Regions from separate parts of the Pan paniscus genome. Here region 2 is linked to region 1. A link is a contact called in public Hi-C data. All regions are on one chromosome and are shown on one strand. The core of a region is the stretch at or near the end of the contact, and the rest is flanking DNA. Distances in the headings are between cores, read along the strand shown. Region 1 holds the start of PTK7 (protein tyrosine kinase 7 (inactive)). Region 2 overlaps PTK7 (protein tyrosine kinase 7 (inactive)).

What was found. A called contact is a pair of places that touch in the nucleus more often than the background predicts.
Region 2: a contact with region 1 is called in a Hi-C map of fibroblasts, with 6 times the contacts expected there. The contact joins the enhancer-like site here to the promoter of PTK7 in region 1. A contact is called at or near these places in 2 of 3 Hi-C or Micro-C datasets (fibroblasts and induced pluripotent stem cells).

The regions. Positions count from the first base shown.
Region 1 is chr5:57,572,999-57,577,832 of NHGRI_mPanPan1-v2.0_pri, reverse strand. PTK7 (protein tyrosine kinase 7 (inactive)) reads right to left here and starts at 1,948. Exons shown (of 19, transcript XM_055113624.3): 1 at 1,657-1,948. The coding sequence starts at 1,735. It overlaps KLC4 (kinesin light chain 4), which reads right to left. Exons shown (of 16, transcript XM_003833273.4): 15 at 4,252-4,315; 16 at 3,114-3,592. The coding sequence ends at 3,542.
Region 2 is chr5:57,621,120-57,625,953 of NHGRI_mPanPan1-v2.0_pri, reverse strand. All of the region lies in intron 1 of PTK7 (protein tyrosine kinase 7 (inactive)), which reads right to left. Among named protein-coding and RNA genes, the nearest start is that of SRF, 48 kb to the left of the region's middle. Within about 2 kb of position 2,818, at least 1 of the 2 cell types and tissues checked has open chromatin away from gene starts, as enhancers often do.

The DNA.
Region 1 (4,834 bases), core at 699-3,198:
TTAATATCAGAGTCATCTTCTCATGGAAGGAATTTAGGAATTTAGCATTTGTTGAGCAAGAGCCCCATCTTCACCAGAAACTCCCCTTGACTCTAGTACCCTGAACAGCAGCAGTGAAGGCAGCCTCATTGGGCAGACCCACACACCAAAACCCAACCAGGACAGCCAGGGGTCCTGTGAGCTTGGGCTGCTCGCCCAGATGGCTGGGCCCCCATCCTGGCTGTGCAAAAAAACTTCCATACTTCCTCTGGGAGCAGATGTGGATTCTGCCACGAGCAATAACCACCACACACATCACAAGAAAAATGGGGCAACTCCAGAAACACCTCCTCCAAATCCCTGGAGATTGGTCTCTTTCCTGGGTTACATTTACCTCTCCTTTTACAACTGGGGGCAGGGGAGATGTTGATTCCACCAGCACCAAAACCCCTCCACAGCTGGCAGGCCAGAAAGATATTAGAAAGGCAATTCCTTACCCATGCCCTTCCCATTGCCACCTTCAAAGGAGATGGAAGGTGATCACCTAGGACAGGTCTCCTCGACAGAGCTCCCCAAGAGAAAGCTGCTTCGAGGACCACCAAGGAGTGTTGTGGAGGGTCGGGGGCTTTATTTCCAGTTCGGGCTATTTGGGATGTGCGGGTGGCTTGGTGCTTTCCTGTAAGGCACTTCAACACCTCAGTGATGACTCTTAGGTGTGACCAAGCCAGGAAATAAAAGCTGCGGGAGTTGGGGGGGCGGTGCTGTCTGCCCTGGTGATGAGGGCCACACCCTCGTTAAAATGCTAAGCCCCCCCCCCCCAAGAAAAGCCAGAATGAGCTCTTTTTGCCTTTCTTCCCTTAGAAATACTTCCTTTCCTCTGTGAGGACAACCAGGATGGAAATCCAGGAAGGAGCAGAACAAACCCCGTCCGCACCTTTGCAGCCAGGCCATGCCCGATTTTGGCAGCGGCCTTCACACATTAGTCACCGCGACAGCCTGGGACCCTCGGATCCCCGGATTCGGCCCTGGCACGGAGTGGGCGCAGGGTTCCAGACCAGTAGCTAGAGGCCATGGATGGGGGCGGCCCCTAACTCTTCCCTTCTTCCGCCCTCACCCGCAGGGCCATCTGGGGTCTCAGCTTTGCCCAGGAACTCGGAGGAGGGAAGCCGGGAGCGTCGGGTCGGCGTAGGTAACAAAGCTCCGCGCTTTGCGCGCCGCAGGTCTGTCCGGCATCGGGCCCCAAACCAGCAACTCTTACCTGGGCCGACCCTGCCGGGTGGGGTGGGGAATTCCTTTTTCTCCATCGCGCTCCCCACGGTGGGTGCGGATGGTCTTTTCTCCCCCGACAAGAAACTCCCCATCTGGGCCCGAGAGCCAGCAACTCTCGGCAGTTCTCGAGCAAACTCTCGGCTCAGACCAGAAAAACTCCGGGAGGCTGGAAATGCGTCCCCGCGGCGCGAGTGGGAGGGGTACCCTGACCGCGTCCCTGGAGGCTTCGCCAGCCTCCCGACCCCCGGGCTCCTTGCGCCCTTCCGCCGCAAGCCTGCACCCCCAGCGAGCCTCTCCACCACTCCAGGGCCGTTCCAGCCGCCCAAACCCACCGCCCCGGGTGCAGCCTTTTGCCCACGGGACTCCCGCGCTTCCCAAGCTCTGTGCCCCCAACTCTCGGGTACTCACCGCCCAGCAGCGGCAGCAGCAGGACGCTGAGCAGAGGCAACCGGCGGGGTCTGGCCGGGGATCCCCGCGCAGCTCCCATCGCGGCGGGCTCAGGAAAAGGAGCTGAGGGCGCACGGCGGGCGCGCAGACTGCGCTCCGCGGCGGGCACAGGAGGCGGAGCGCACCGGAGCGCGGGCGCCGCAGCAGCAGCCGCAGCCGGAGCCCGACCCCGAGGCGTCCCGAGCCGGAGCCGCGCGCGCCCAGTACCTCCGAGTCCTCGCGCGCCGCCGCCGCCGCCGCCAAGCCCCGCCCCACGACGCCCCCTCCCCTCCGGCCCCCGCACGGCGCCCCGCCCCCTCGGCGCCCCCTCCTCGCCGAGGCGGGGAGGAGCTCAGTAGGGGGAGGGGTCTGGAGAGGGATGGAGAATAGAGAGAGCAAGGCTCAGGGAAGTGCAGGGGACCTGAGTATTTGCTGTACCCACCACCGACTCTGCAGGGATCCGGGAGAACCTAAGTGACTTGTGCGATTCCGTGGACCCTGGGGAGAATGGTCCATTCTGGGCATACCTGGAGGCTCTGGCCAACAGTTCCCCCAGAATTCTCCAGGTGGGGGCAGGGGAAGAGGCGGGCCCCGCCAACTCTTCAGCAACCCAAAATCTTAACGGCAGACCCAGAACAGCAGGGTGTCCTTAATGTCCCCAAGTAACCTGAAGATGCTGTGTAGCCCGGAGAGGGGCTGAAGTGTGCATGACTGGGGTCTGGTTTGGCTGTAGACCAATCTGAACCCAAAGGTAGAAACACGCTGGGCTCTGAAAGCCAGGCTGAAGTCTGCTAACTGACAAATTCATCCCAAGTCCATCTCCAGGCAGTCTGGGCTGTGTCAGGGTATGGCCAAGTCTCCAGCTGTGGGGAGGCCCAGCACAACCCTTGTTCCAGGCACCCCCACCCCCAGCGCCACCACCCCCACATTCTTTCTTTGTTGTGAAAGCAGCAAGGGGTGTAGGAGGCGGGTCAGGAGGAGTCAAGCTTTAGAAGATGGGCCCCAGCTGCTGCTCAGGCCTCCAAGATATGCTGAGAGGGGATGGATAGTGCCTTGTCTCCCCTCTGGTTCCGGAGGGCCCCCCAGGCCTGTTTAGACCTCCCTTCCCCCAAGCAGCTGGGAGGAGGAATGGCAGCCACAGAGGGCCTCACAGCCAGGAGAAGTGGCGCCAGGACTCCAGGGTCCTGCCACATGGCCACCACATGTCCCTGACAACCCAGTCCACAGCACCTTCTCCTTGGGTTGTGAGCCTCCTTCTTCCCCATCCCCCAGATGCCTTCCTACAGGCCCTGCTGGAGATGATACAAACAATGGGAGGAAGAGAGGAGAGATCCAAGAATCAACACTCCTCCTGCTGCCCCATCCATCACTGCCCCACACCCTCTGTGAAGGGCCCCAACACAAGCCCTGCTTCATACCCTCTTCAATCAGGACTCAAGTCACAGAAAGGTTACCTGATTCTTTTATTTAAGAAAAGTGAAATACATGGACCTGAAGTGAGACAGCAGAGGGAGGGAGTAAGAGCGGCCAGGGCAAGGCAGCTTGGCTGGCCAGCCCCCAACCCTCTGACTGAAAAGCCAGCAGCAGGCTGCATCTCTGAAGGCCATACCTGCTTTGTACCCACCTTGGGGCCTCAGAGCTAGCTACTCTAGAGGACCACAGGGTGCAGAGAGGGTGTCCTGAGGGTCCTTCCTAAGAGGGATTCCTGAGGAGGGAGCTGAGACCCTAAGGGCAGCAGCAATCTTCTGGTTAAACTGCTCCCCTTCACTGTCCCACCTAGGGGTGGGGAAGAGCCAGGAGCAATGGGGAATGCTGTGAGGGCTGTGGGGGTGGGGGGACCCAGCAGACCTGGGGGCCGGGTTGAATGTCAGCTGCTTGAAGAGAGGTCCATGGTGCTGGCACTGAGGCCCCGGGAGACCTGAAACAGACAACACTACCCCATCAGCTCAGGGACCTCGGCCTCCCAAAGACTGGCTCCTAGAGTCCATCCATCCCATGGTCACAGTGTATCTCTGGACCTAGGATCACATCTGTCTCTGGACCAGTCTATCTCTGGACCTGGGACTTTGTTTAGCCTCTGCTAGGGTTTTCCAGAAGGCCACAATCTGGTGGAGAAGCTACCTGGAAGAACCACATGAATACTAGCATATACTTTGAGTGTGTTGATACAAGAAGTCATTTGCCATTAAAATATCACTAGTGTTTTCTCACATGGGGATTATTTAATATTTTTCTTTTTCCATTCTCATCTACTACTAAGGCAGCTGCAGGATGAAAAAATAATTCGTATCTCCAAATAATTCTTAAATTATTCATAATTCCAAAGTACCAGTTTACAGAATATTCCTATTTCCCTCCTTATTAACTTATTTGCTACTATGTCTGGCCTGAAACTGTCCCTTGGTGGTCAGCACTCACCACAAGCTATCTGCCTGATTCCTTAATGACTGCAATCCCCTGGCTCATCTTCATCCCAGATGACTCCTCTCCCTTCCCTCTTCCCTTACTCCACTGGGCTTGCTCACTGGCTGTCCTTTTTTCCTCACCCACCAATATGCTCACAAGCACTGCTCTCACCTGGAGGGGTGCTGCACTAGGTTGGTTCAGATAGTTCAAGGAGGCTGCTCGCTTCATGTTGCTGCTACAATGGAAAACGGAAGAATTGAGGCCTCCTCTCTTCCTCCTGAGTGGCCTTAAGGCTGTGGGCCTCTTGAGCACTGCCACACTGGGGCACCCATTCTACCCAAACTCTCTCTCCATGGCTGTCCCGTTGACTTCCTCCCTGTTTCTCTCCGAGATACTTCTCCAGAGATCAGGAGCCAAGAGGAGTTGGAGGCAAGGGCTTACTTTACTTGCCTGCTTTACCATATCTTTTTTTTTTTTTTCTTTTTTTTTTTTGAGACGGAGTCTCGCTGTTGTCGCCTGGGCTGGAGTGCAATGGCATGATCTTGGCTCCCTGCAACCTCTGCCTCCTGGGTTCCAGCAATTCTCCTGCCTCAGCCTCCCAAGTAGCTGAGATTACAGGCACCTACCACCACACCCGACTAATTTTTGTATTTTTAGGAGAGAGTTTCACCTTGTTGGCCAGGCTGGTCTCAAACTCCTGACCTCAGGTGATCCACCCGCCTCGGCCTCCCAAAGTGCTGGGATTACAGGCGTA
Region 2 (4,834 bases), core at 1,569-4,068, 47 kb before region 1:
CTCTGCAAATGTGACTCACCAAAATCCTAGGACCTTTCTTTTTTTTTGAGACGGAGTCTTACTTACTCTGCCACCCACGCTGGAGTGCAGTGGTGCAATATTGGCTCACTGCAACCTCCACCTCTCGGATTTAAGCGATTCTCATGCCTTAGCCTCCCGAGTAGCTGGGATTACAGGTACGCACCACCACACCTGGCTAATTTTTGTATTTTTTGTGGAGACAGGGTTTCACCATGTTGGCCAGGCTAGTCTCGAGCTCCTGACCTCAAGTGATACACCCACCTCGGCCTCCTAAAGTGCTGGGATTACAGATGTGAGCCATGGCGCCCTGCCCAAAATCCTAGGATCTTTGACCCACAACTCCAGGAGGCTTGTCAAAGACCAAAGAGAGATCACCTGCCTTCGAAGTGTGGACAAGCCCCCACTTCCTCGCTCAGCTTCTGCAGACATGGTGGGGAGCCAGGAGTCTCACCCACACAGAGGAGCAGCTAAGGGGCTGGAATGAGACAGGCTGGGCTCAGATCCTGACCTGTTACACTCAGTGTGTCTGACCTTGGGTAAGTAACACAGACTGTGTCTCAGCTTCCTCTGCCTCTCTCACAAGGCTGTCATGAGTTGTAAACCTGGAAACATACATGAAGTGCCTTGCAAATGGTTCATCTTCAGTAAACGGCAGCTACTGTTAATATTCTCATGATCCTCCTGCTCAAGGACTCAACTTCTAAGAAGATTAGAAGGCTCTCCACTTGCCAAGTGCCAGGACCACTCCCAGACCCTGGCCAGGGAAGGAGCCGCCACAGCAGAGAAGTCTGAAGGCAATAAGCAGGTGGTGGGTGGGATAGAGGGGAAGGGGCCCTGAGCTTGCAGGAACCACAGACCACCTGCCACAGAAACCCAAGCTGGGAGAAGAGACAGCGTGACTCAGAGAGACCCCAGCTCAGCCTCGGCCACCCCCAGCTCAGCCTCCAGCACCCACTCCTGGGGCTGGGACTGGACTGCTCCATAGCTGTGGTGAGAGATGCTGCATTCCCAGACTGCCACTCAGAGCCCCCTGTGCCCCAACGACTGGGCCTGGGAAACATCAAAGCTGGCCCCGAGGGGGCCTCTGTCCTGACGTCAGCTCACAGCAGGTCCTGGTTAGTGCTTGGCTGGGACAGACTTTAGATGTTTCTTTTTTCTTTTTTTTTGTTTTTTGAGACAGAGTTTTCATTCTTGTTGCCCAGGCTGGAATGCAATGGCACAATCTCAGCTCACGGCAACCTCCGCTTCCCGGGATCAAGCAATTCTCCTGTCTCAGCCTCCCAACTAGCTGGAATTACTGGCATGAGCTACCACACCCAGCTAATTTTGTATTTTTAGTAGAGACTGAGTTTCTCCATGTTGGTCAGGCTGGTCTCGAACTCCCAACCTCAGGTGATCCGCCCGCCTCAGCCTCGCAAAGTGCTGGGATTACAGGCATGAGCCACCCCGCCCAGCAGATGTTTCAAAAGGCAGAGAATGCAGCTCCCAGGTCTGCTCCAAGCCCCCAGCCCCTGCTATACGCACCTCAACCATGAGGCTCTTTATTCAGGTTGGCCCAGTGCTGCGGCACCCATGTTTGCTCAGAAGACAGTCTGTGGTGTGCCCAGCCTGGCCATCTGCTCAGCTTGCAGCGGGGGACGTTGGCCTGTTGTTTGTTGTTGGGCTATTTTTGAGATAGGGTCTCACTCTGTTGCCCAGGCTGGAGTACAGTGGTGCCATCACGGCTCACTGACTGCAGCCTTGAACTCCAGGGCTCAAGTGATCCTCCCACCTCGGCCTCCTAAGTAGCTGGGACCTCAAGCGTGTGCCACCATCCCAGCTAGTTTTTTATAGAGACAGGGTTTTGCCATGTTGCCCAGGCTGGTCTTGAACACCTTAGCTCAAGCGATCCTCCCACCTTGGCTTCCAAAGTGCTGGGATTATAGGCATGAGCCACTGTGCCTGGCTTCGGTCCGCTGTTTTGTTTTGGGGAAGCAGACAAAGGAGACCTGGCAGAAAGGTCAGACTCCAAGAAAGGAGCTGGGAAGTAAGGGACTCTACTTTTGCTTTGTCAGAAGCTTTGCTGATAACAAGAAATGGAGGACAGCAACGACAGAGAAGAAGGCAGGCGGTTCGGGATTGAGGTGGTACCTGCCTCAAGGTGATGTAGTCACCAGCACATTCCTGTCCCCGCCCCCTGACTTGAGTATGCCCCCAGGACTGTGGTCTGGGAAGGGTCCTGGGCTTCCCGAGGCTGCCTCCTCTTTTGCCACCGACGCTGCCTCCTCTTTTGCCACCGGGCCATGCTATGCAACCCCCTCCACTGCACACAAGCCCCCATGGAGATGCAGGCCACGTGACCCCGGAGGCAGCCAGCTCCATGTGCAGCTTTGCTGCTGCCAAACAGCCCTGCCTCCGCTGCTCCCTAGTGACGCTACCTTAGTGTGGCCTCTGCACCCTTCTTTGCCGTGAAATGGGGACAGCGGCCCACCACCCCACCTGAGTAAGGGCTAACGGGTTCACATTCACAAAGCCCACACACGGCACAAAACGCAGAGGGTGCTGCTTCCCCGGTATGAGCCTGCCGTACCGGGCTCAGCAGGCAAGAAGCCCTCAGCAACAACAGGCAGACAGGGCCATCTGCCCACACCAGGCGCCGACCCCAACAAAGCCGGAGCTGCAAACACCCAATAAGGACATTTTCCAAGCCATTTCCTTGGCTCCCTAACAGCCATCTATATGCAGACACTCACTCTGCCTGCGTCTCCCGTGCCTGCCCTCCACCCCCACCCCCGCCAGCATCTGGTCTGGTGCCCACCCTCCGTGTTGCTCTCTGGGCTCAGGCCCAGCCAGCCCATGTGTGCATATGTGTGCGTGTATACACACACATATGTGTAAACACAATTGTTACAGAGAGCAGGGAGCAGCAGGAAGTTTTTCCTAAGCACTCCCACTCTAAGTAATTTTGGCTGCTTCAATCCAAGGATCCATCTGGGCCACTCAACTACCCATCTCTCAGGAGCTAGAACTCCTGGTTTAGGAAAAACACCCCCAGGACCTATATAGGCCTCAGAATCTGCCACACATCACTGTTTGATTCTATCAATCAACTTCTCTCTCTCATTAAAGAAAATGCCATCCGGCCAGGCGCAGTGACTCACGCCTGTAATCCCAGCACTTTAGGAGGCCAAGGCGGGCGGATCACAAGATCAGGAGTTTGAGACCAGCTTGGCCAACATGGTAAAAGAAAACGCCATCCGTCAGATGTCTCAGGACCAGGCTGAGATAGAAAGACCCTGGCTGAGTGGGGAGCTTGATGCTACCGGCCCAGAAGTCCTCCAGGAGTGTGCTCCACAGAGGCATGGGGATTTTGCATGGTGGAGCGTGACTGTGTGAATAATTGCAGGATCTCCCACACCCCAAGTCAATCAGCCACACATATGTGTCTGACTCTTCCACACCAGCACCACACTAAAGACTCAGTCCTTTGGCCGGGTGCGGTGGCTCATGCCTGTAATCCCAACACTTTGGGAGTCCAAGGCAGGTAGACCACCCAAGGTCAGGAGTTCGAGACCAGCCTGGCCAACATGATGAAACCCCATATCTACTAAAAATACAAAAATTAGCTGGGCATGGTGGCACGTGCCTATAATCCCAGCTACTTGGGCGGCCGAGACAGGAGAATTGCTTGAACCAGGGAGACAGAGGTTGCAGTGAGCCGAGATCATGCCACTGCACTCCAGCCTGGGTGACAGAGCAAGATCCATCTCAAAAAAAAAAAAAAAAGATTCAGTCCCCGGCTCCACGGCCTGGGTCCCTGTAGGGAATATCCTGAATGCCAGATGGCCCCTTGAGTCCAGGTCAAGGTGGGTGGCTCCTGTAGGGCATACATAGACCCCCAAGGGAGAGGTTTGCCAGCTTCCCAGTGTAGGGAGACAGCGCCAGGCCACAGGCCAGGAGAAGCAGCCCTCAACCTGAGAAGCATAAATGTTCCAGGGGAGGAGCAGCCCCGGGGCTCCCTGACCCACAGAGGACAAACTTCCTCTCAAGTCCCCACCACTTGGAAACTCTGAAGGCCAAGCCAGAGGGCCCAGGGTGCCTCCCCAACCCCTGAATAGCCTACCTAATCCTCCCCCAGGGCCCAGTGCACTGTACTGCAGACCTCATACCTTAAAGATCTGACTGATAACTCTGGACTGCTCTTGAGCCACCCCAAATGTGTGTGGCCCAGAGACATTTTTTTTCTTTTTGAAATAGGGTCTCATTCTGTCGCCCCACACTGAAGTGCAGTGATGCAAGCACGGCTCACTGCAGCCTCAACCTCCGAGGCCCAAGCAATTCTCCCACCTCAGCCTCCTGAGTAGCTGGGGCCACAGGCACGTGCCTGCATGCCCAGCTAATTTTCAAATTGTTTTTGTAGAATTGGGGTCCCCCTAGGTTGCCCAGGCTGGTACTGAACTTCTGGGCTGAAGTGATCCTCCTGCCTCAGCCTCCCAAAGTGCTAGGATTACAGGCATGAGCCACCATGCCTGGCCACATTTGTAACGTTTTGAAGAACAGTCTCAATCACTACAGGAATAACTCATTTGAGTGAACAGTAAGTCCAGTCATCTCCCTTTCACCCAGGTTGGCAGAAACACAAAATGCTGCAGGGCTATTTGTGACTCTGAGGATTTAGAATGTCTCCCCCGACTACCACCAGTACACTGTATGTGGTTTCAGTGCAAGCAACCCAGACTGTCTGATGGTGAGCCCAGAGCATAAGGGTTCAGAGGTCACTGAAGATGGACAAGCTGACTCCAAGACCCAGTGAGCTGCAGAGCACAAAATTCTG